2 separate regions of the Rattus norvegicus genome follow, and region 1 is linked to region 2. Evidence: chromatin contacts called from public Hi-C data. All regions are on one chromosome and are shown on one strand. The core of a region is the stretch at or near the end of the contact, and the rest is flanking DNA. Distances in the headings are between cores, read along the strand shown.

The links. A called contact is a pair of places that touch in the nucleus more often than the background predicts.
Region 1: a contact with region 2 is called in a Hi-C map of psoas muscle, with 2.9 times the contacts expected there. The contact joins the enhancer-like site here to the promoter of Exoc2 in region 2. A contact is called at or near these places in 8 of 12 Hi-C or Micro-C datasets (the A7r5 cell line, Schwann cells, frontal cortex and 5 more).

What each region holds. Positions count from the first base shown.
Region 1 is chr17:33,804,094-33,807,989 of GRCr8, forward strand. All of the region lies in intron 12 of Exoc2 (exocyst complex component 2), which reads left to right. All of the region lies in intron 2 of LOC120097838 (a long non-coding RNA gene), which reads right to left. Among named protein-coding and RNA genes, the nearest start is that of Mir6319-1, 11 kb to the left of the region's middle. Within about 2 kb of position 2,023, at least 11 of the 93 cell types and tissues checked have an H3K27ac peak or open chromatin away from gene starts, as enhancers often do.
Region 2 is chr17:33,713,299-33,717,144 of GRCr8, forward strand. Exoc2 (exocyst complex component 2) reads left to right here and starts at 1,682. Exons shown (of 29, transcript NM_134414.2): 1 at 1,682-1,798.

The DNA of each region.
Region 1 (3,896 bases), core at 773-3,272, 91 kb after region 2:
AGTGTCACAGGCAGTGTAATGGTGGTACAGGTCTGTGTGCAAGGGGGAATCTTTAGCTAAAACATGCCTTAAGTAGAAGTTTACAGGGAATAAACAGTTGTTCTTTCATGTAATCTATAGTTGTTGGTGAACTCGTAACAGATACTTAGAATTTTCTTAAGTCTGTGGAAGAATCGCCACTAAGTGTGTGGGTCCTCCGTCAGTCATACTTTCCTAATGCCATTTGTTGGATTTCTCTGGTGAGAAGGTGTCACAGGAACCACTGACAGATGTCCCTTGTCAGTACACACTGACGATGGGAAGAAGGAGTGTAGGAGTGTTGCACCATCCTGTTCTCTCCAGGCCTGTGACTGACAGCATACCCCTCCACTTGTCCCTGTGCTGCACTGTTGTACAAGTGCTCCACCCAACTGGGATTTCTCTGGCAGGAAGGCAAGCTAGCCCTGGGCTACTGAGGAAGATCTGTACTGAAACTTCCCAAGCTAGATGAGCCATGTCTACTTTCTGTGTTTTTTGATGCTCATTTTCTGTCATAGGTGGATTTTATTAGGGAACGGTTGCAGAGTTCTAATTAGTAATCAGTTGAATTGATACCCTCAGCTTAAGTATGTGATCTGAGTTGACACTGAAAAGATGAAGGTGACTGCTAGAAGGGCCCAGAAATTACGGTTGCATCTGAGCAGGATACTCGAGCTTTCCCTCTAGAGCGTCAGGACTTGGTTGGCAGGGTTAGAGAAGTCATTGCCATTGGCCTGCCCAGTACCTGTGGCTTGATTGGACCGACCCCTGTGTTCAGAGACAGACCGAGCCCCTGATTGCCTGTCAGGTACAAGCTTGATGATGTGATTGCAGCTCTGTTGAAGGCTGCTGCATATGAGAAGGTGACTGACCTTCCAGCTGTCAGGTGCTGTTTAGAGGTGATGTGTGTGTGCTCTAGAATGATGAGACCTGCATTGCATCTAGAACTCTGTTGTCAAGGTGACATGGTTCTCAGTGGGTATCCTCAGGACCCTTGTTTCACAACAAAAGCTGGCTGTCCTTTCAATCCATAAGCAGTGGATCTGAAGGCTTTCTATTCTAGTCACTGCACTTAGACTACTAACTTTGGAGAAGAGAAATGGATGCAGTTGTTTAAACCCAGACAAAACAGTGGCTAAGAACTGAGACAGCTAGTGAAATAAAACCCAGTTTAAATGGATAGACTATAAATATTAAAAGCAGGGAAATAATTCTTGGTGTCTTTTAAAAAAATTGGCCTTTATACATGACTGTGGTCTATACTGAGGATTGGTAGGACCTCCTTTGGACTTCAGTTGTTACAGTATTAGTGTACAGCCACCCTGGCAGATGCTGCTCATCAAATGAGTCAATGGGAAGGCTCACTACCTTCCTCAGAGAGCTGGCATTCCAGATTCCCTCCCTGTTCCCTGGATCCTGACCCTGAAACCTGATACGACGTTTGGGATTTTTTACATTAAGGAAAAGTGTCAGGAGATAAAACATGTTTTATGTTGGAAAAATATAAGTATTTTTAGTTTTTTCTAAATTTCATGATTTATGTACATTATAAGACCTGATTTTGAAAGTTTAAATACAGACTCAGGATTTGAGTACTGTGTTTTCTAGCCTGAGCTGAGTTTCTGGTGCCCTGAGTGCAAAGCACCTAGTACTCTGAACCATTACACAAGTCAAAGTTTTTCTACTGCCTAAGGATTGGTCTCTAGGAATTCCTATGAAATAGATCCAAAATTAGTGTACGTCTTGAGGTTTCCTGCCAGGAAAAGCCTTTGGTTAACCCCTGCTGGGATTCTCAAACAGAACTTTAAAAGGTGGCCTTCAAAGGTGTCTTCTTCTTTGTTCCTGAAGTGGCCTGAGTTTACCTCTCAGGCCAGCTGGCTGTCTGGTAAACTGGGGGAAAGGCCATCAGCTTGCTCTGACATCTTTGGATCTGTGCTCTAGGTAGGACTTCCAGAGGGACTTCCTAGAATCAGAGCTCAGTGAGGGGTGTTTAGAAGAGGAGCCAGAGCTTATGTAAGCAACGGGTTCTTAAAATAGACACTCAGCAGAAGGAAGGAACAGTCATCCATGGCTCAGGGTGTCTTTGAAGACTTGGAGGGGACAGGTCACTCCTGAATGGTCTTTTCTCAGTATTCACAGTGGCGCGTGGGCTGCAGGCAGTGAGCTGCTCAAAGAGGCTCATAGCTCCGCATGCTCAAACCCCTGGGTTTGATGCACTGTAAACCAACCAGCCAACAGAATAGACTTTAATGATTTCAAACGTGTAGTAGATTGTTAAACACCACTGTAAAACTAAAAATATTTGTTTGCCCAAGAGCCTTAAGATACACAAGGTTTGATTTTTCAGCTGGAGCTCATTCAGTGGTAGGGATCTACAGTTTGGTTACATTTTATACAGAAAAAGTAAGCTATGTTTCCATTGATATTTATCTAAACTATAGCATTTATCTTTATGTACACATTTTCTACATAAGCATTTTGAATAATAGGGTTACTAATACAATTTTGGTGTTTTCTTAACAGAAGAGTAGGGTAGTTTCCATGTATTAGAGTAAATTTCAGTCCCTATTAGGAAACTGTTGGCTTCATTGAATTTTCTTTAGAATTATAAAAAAATATATTTCCACAGTTAAGACAGTAGACATAGGTTATAGACATATTAATTTTTTTAAAAAAAAATGATAACTTTTTCTTTAAAGTTATAGTGTAGTTTGTACATTAGGAAGGGTTCATCATGGAGTTCATTTCCTGGAGATTGAAACACTGAGATTGAATGAGTGAATCTCAGTGTTTGCCGTAGCATACCCTGAATGATAACACTTAGAAGGAAAGAGATCTACATCTTTTTCCTGCAGCTAAGTCTCCTCTGTTATTGGGCTCATAACCCCTGAGCAGTGTGGCAGTGTCCAGTTGCAGACTCCTGGGAAGGAGTCCTCCACCTGGACTGTTGTCTTTTGTATGCTGTAATGACAGTGTTTTGAACTGGCTTTAGAAGAGGGAATCCGGCAGGATTGGGTACTGCCGTAAGTCTGGGAGCTCTATAGGGATGCGCAGGATACAGTGGATGCAGAAGAGGGAAGCATCGGAGAAGTGCTGAGCCCAAAGCAGTCTTCTCCCCGGGCGGGGGACGGCAAGAGTTTCCATTCTCTGTCGTGTGTGCGTGCGTGTGTGTACGTTCTGTTTTTCAGAAGCAGGAAGAACATCATGAGTTAGATTCAGAGTGCCCACATTAGAAATTGCTGCTGGTGTCTGAAAATGGCATGTGTATTTAACAGTTGTATTTGCCAGAATATAAATTGACAGTTTTTTTAAAACATGATTGATTGTAGATTTTAAAACATGTGTATAATGTGATGACTGTCTTAGTTTACCTTCCTGTTGCTGTGATAAAACATGCCCACAGCCGATTGCAATAGAGGGAGAGTTTCACTTCAGCTCATAAAGTGTAGTCCCATTACTGAGAAGCCAGACAGGAACTCAGCAGGACAGTGTCAGGACCCTTGGAGGCAAGAACTAAAGCAGAAGCCCTGGAGGAAGCGGTTTACTCTCTTGCTCAGCTTGGTTTCTTATACAAGCCAAGCCCCCCTGCCCAGGGGTGGCATCTCCCATATGTCAAGAAAATGTTCCACAGACTTCCTACAGGCCAGTGTGATGGAGGCGTTTTTGCAATTGAAGTTCTTCTCAGATAACTCTTGGACTTGTGTCAGGTTCACAAAAAGCTAACGAGCACAATGACAATTTTACCTTTCAAATAAAAATAAAGACCAATAGTTGGTACCAATAACTCAGACACTTTTTTTTAAAAAAGCAGTTAAGACTTTATGAATTCAGTTTGCCTTTTCAGTGGCATTTTGGGTCTGCACAGTAAAATAAGAACT
Region 2 (3,846 bases), core at 432-2,931:
ACTTAAGATATTGATATAAGGCAAAACACACACATAAATTATCCAAGGAGCGTAGCGACATCTCCTAGTGTTGCTAAAGAGTGTTTTGGATTGACCAGGGAGTACGGCGTCAAAATCCCTCTGTTTAGTTCTAATAAAATCTGAAAGTGTTGAAAACATAAACCTATACAATGATTTGTAATTGCCTCAGCAGCTACCACAGCAATTTTAGGTTTAACAATTTTATTTTCTGGCAACTTCTGCACCAGTGTTTGCTCGTTGACTTCAGGGTTAGGACCAGAAACTTGAGGAGGGGGGAAAAAAAGAAAGAAAATTGTTCCAGTGTTCTTTATAGTAACAAAAGAGTCTCTTTCCTCTTCTGAGTGTTTCTGTTTTGCTAGCATAGCATATTTATTACTTTTTTTTTGATCCAGGAAAACTCCGTGAGTTCTCAAGAGCCACCATTCTGGCTTTGCTGGCAGGGTAGCCTTACCTGATAAACGTCAAGTCACTGAGACCTGAAGAGTTTTGTTTCACTGTGAAAGGCTATGCGACTGCCAGAGATTTCTTACCAAATTTCCTTAGGACCTCTGCTGCCAAGCCTCTCCCTCATGTATGGAGTGTTCCCTTGCTCTTCAGAAGGGATGGTTCTGGAAACATTTTGACATATCTTCTCACAAATAGGAGAGCAAAATGAAGCCATATGATATCTCTTAATTCGTAGTACCTGAACAGCACCCTCCTCAGTGTATGCACTGAGTGAATGCATAACGCTGCACATAAAGATACTTGAGAAAGAAAAGAGAGCTTAGGCCAGTGGCTCTCAGCTTCTCTGGGGGAAATGATCATTTCACAGGGGAAAACAGATATTTACATTGCATTCATAACAGTAGTAAAATTACAGTTATGAAGTAACAACAAAATAATTTTATGGTTGTGGGGTGGGAGGGTCAGCACAATACAGAGCACTGTATGAAAGGGTCTCAGAGTTAGAAAGGTTAGGCTGTTATGGTCTTAGATAATGGGAACCCTGTAGCTATTTCTCTCTACAGTCATGGCAACACAACCACAAGTAGACCCGTGTTCTATGCTTCTGCCACTGTCCTTTGTTGCTTGGACTGCTATGGAGGAAGTCACAGGGGAACTCCTGCTTCTGTTCAGCCGGCCTTCTCTAGAGCCCAGCACACAGGAGGGTACACTCAAAGCTTAGGGCTTTGGGATTGTAGATGGAAGTCATTTCTATAATTTGGGGGTCTTGTGAGTTTGCAAATCAATTTGCCTCTCAGAGCCTTGGAACTCCAAAGCTTTGACCTGTGAGATCCCTTAAGGCGGGGTACTCCTGGCTAGATGCAGTCCTTTGATTGAGGTTTGCCTCAGCCCTGGAGCTGATCCCTGACCCATTGTGAACTCTTTAGCAATATCTACTGTGACCCTAACCACTGTACCTCTTTACCTCTCCCCTCTTTTTCTTCTCCTAATTCCACCCTTTCACTTTCTCCCTCTCTTCCTTTCTGCTTCCCTCCTTTTCTCCCTTTCCCACCAATTCCTCTTCTTCTTTCCACCTCTCTACCTTCCTCTTCCCCTTCCCCTCCTTTTCCCTTTCGTCCCTCCCTCTCCACTTTCATCCTGTCTGTCATCTCCATCTAATTTCCCTTCTCCATAGTCTAGTCCTCCCCCCCCCCCCATCCAGGACTCGGCGCTCGGCTAGGCGGCGGATCGACGTGCTCGGCGCTCGCGGCGTGCGGAAGTGCGGCCCTACGGCAGACTGCTGCGGCCCGGAGCGGGTTGGCCCGGACCTGACGCCGCCTGCAAGCTGCAGGTAAGTGTAGCGTCCGGGGCCCGGAGTGGAACCGCAGGGCACCGAACCGTCGGGGCTGAGCGACCTGGGACGGCGCCGTGAGGGACCCGGGCGCGTTTGGGAGCTGCGGGCCGAGTCTTCCCACCCGCCTCCGCGCTGGCCTCCGGGCTGGACCCGGGAGGAGCGGCAGATATGGAGGGTTGGTTTTTAATCCGCGTAACCCCCCCATACTAACGCGGATGGGAAGCTTGAGTGGTTTCTTTACTACTCTGGGAGTAGCAAGTGCGTGTTCAGCCACACCTTCATTAGACCATTTGGATGCCTTATACTAAAAAAAACAAAACAAAAAACAAAACAAAACAAAACAAAAAACCAAAAAACTAATGGCTACTGGTTATCTCCCTACTAATGCATAGTAAGACTTTGTTTATAAAGCTTAGCATGTGATGGCCCAGGCTTGGTAACAGATTCCGCCAGTGGCAGTCAAAACTGACAGTCAAAACAAGAAGATCTAAATGTGAAAAATTTGTGATTCGAAAGACGCTGATGCGAGCTTGCTTCTTACATCTTCTCTTTTGTTTGACTCAGTAAAAGTATTTTTAAGCAAGGGAACAGATTGTTTACTCCGTTTGTTGGAAAGAATTTTTGGGGACATTGAAAAGTGGTCTTTTTTTTCCCTTGTCAATTATTTAATTTACTGTTCCAGACGTTTTGAACTATTAGCCTCCAAAGGTGACACCTCGAAGGTTACATTCAAAACATTTGTAAAGGCTGTACGGGGCTTTTTCAACTCTTGCCACTTAAAACTTATAAAGAATATTCATGACTTTATAAAATAGGTAGGCAATGTAGCCATTCACTAACCGTAAATCACAAAGCATTTTATTTTTGTATACATGTAAACATCATTTTTTAAAGATGAAAGCGTAGAGTTGGATAACTCAATTCTCTTTACATAAAGAGTTAAGTCTTGGTTTAATATTTGTAACCACAGGACACTGAGCATCTTCAATGCTTTTCAGAACTGATTATTTTAATTTTCTAATCATCAGTACTGGGAACATTGCTCCATATAAATACATAGTACAAAATGGTAGGAGTGCAGTTAGGAACATTTTGGAAATTGTTGCAAATTTGTCCTTACTCCCAAGCAAAACTCATTGATGATCTTTCTAGAACTTCAAATCAGCAACTCTAAACAGCAGTTCTTCAAATTAAAATCCTGACACAACACGAGTCAAAGACCCATTTATCTGATGATTGCATGCTGAGGAAGGCCAGGTAGGGAAATGTATATAGTCTTTGCTTTCTGTAATCAAACCATTCTTCTTCTTTAAGAACAGAACACTTTGTATATATATATAGTGTGTGTTCGTTTTCCATTGGTGTAACCAAGTTCCTGCCAAGCAGCATAAGGGAAGAAGGGCTTAGTCTGGTTTATAGATTGGAGTTATATCACCCATGCTGGTGAGGCAGCTCCATGGTGGCAGGACTGTGCCCTGGGACACCTCAGGAACTGGAAGCAGGTAGAAGTCAGGCTGTAGGGCTGGGCTCAAAAACCTCAAGTCCCCACCCCCTGGCGACTCACTTTCACAACAAGGCTCTTCATCCTAAAGCTTTCAAAACTACCTAAAACAGTGTTAGGAGGTTTGGAGCCTATAGGAGATATTTTCTGTTCAACTAGTAACATACAGTGAAAACGACTGCTATTTGTAACATAAAGTGATTTGACTCTGAATTGTATGTTTGTATGTTTGGTTTTAATACTCTCGTGACATGGCACCGTGGACAGGGAGAGAGAGAGTTCAGAACCAATGCTGTGATAAAGTTGGATTGAGTACTCCTAGTAACACTTTTGATTCACTATATGTTTGATTTTTAAATTCATTTTTGACCCCATGTGTTCAGAAGACTTAACTTTTTTTTTCTCCCCCTCTACCTCCACATTCCGTTACCTATATTCAGTATAACCTACAGGATTGCCACCCACAGTTTAAGAATCTGCATTCTGGTAAAAGACTTGGTGTTGAATAGAATCTCTAAGTGTATAGCAACAGCAGGATCTTACC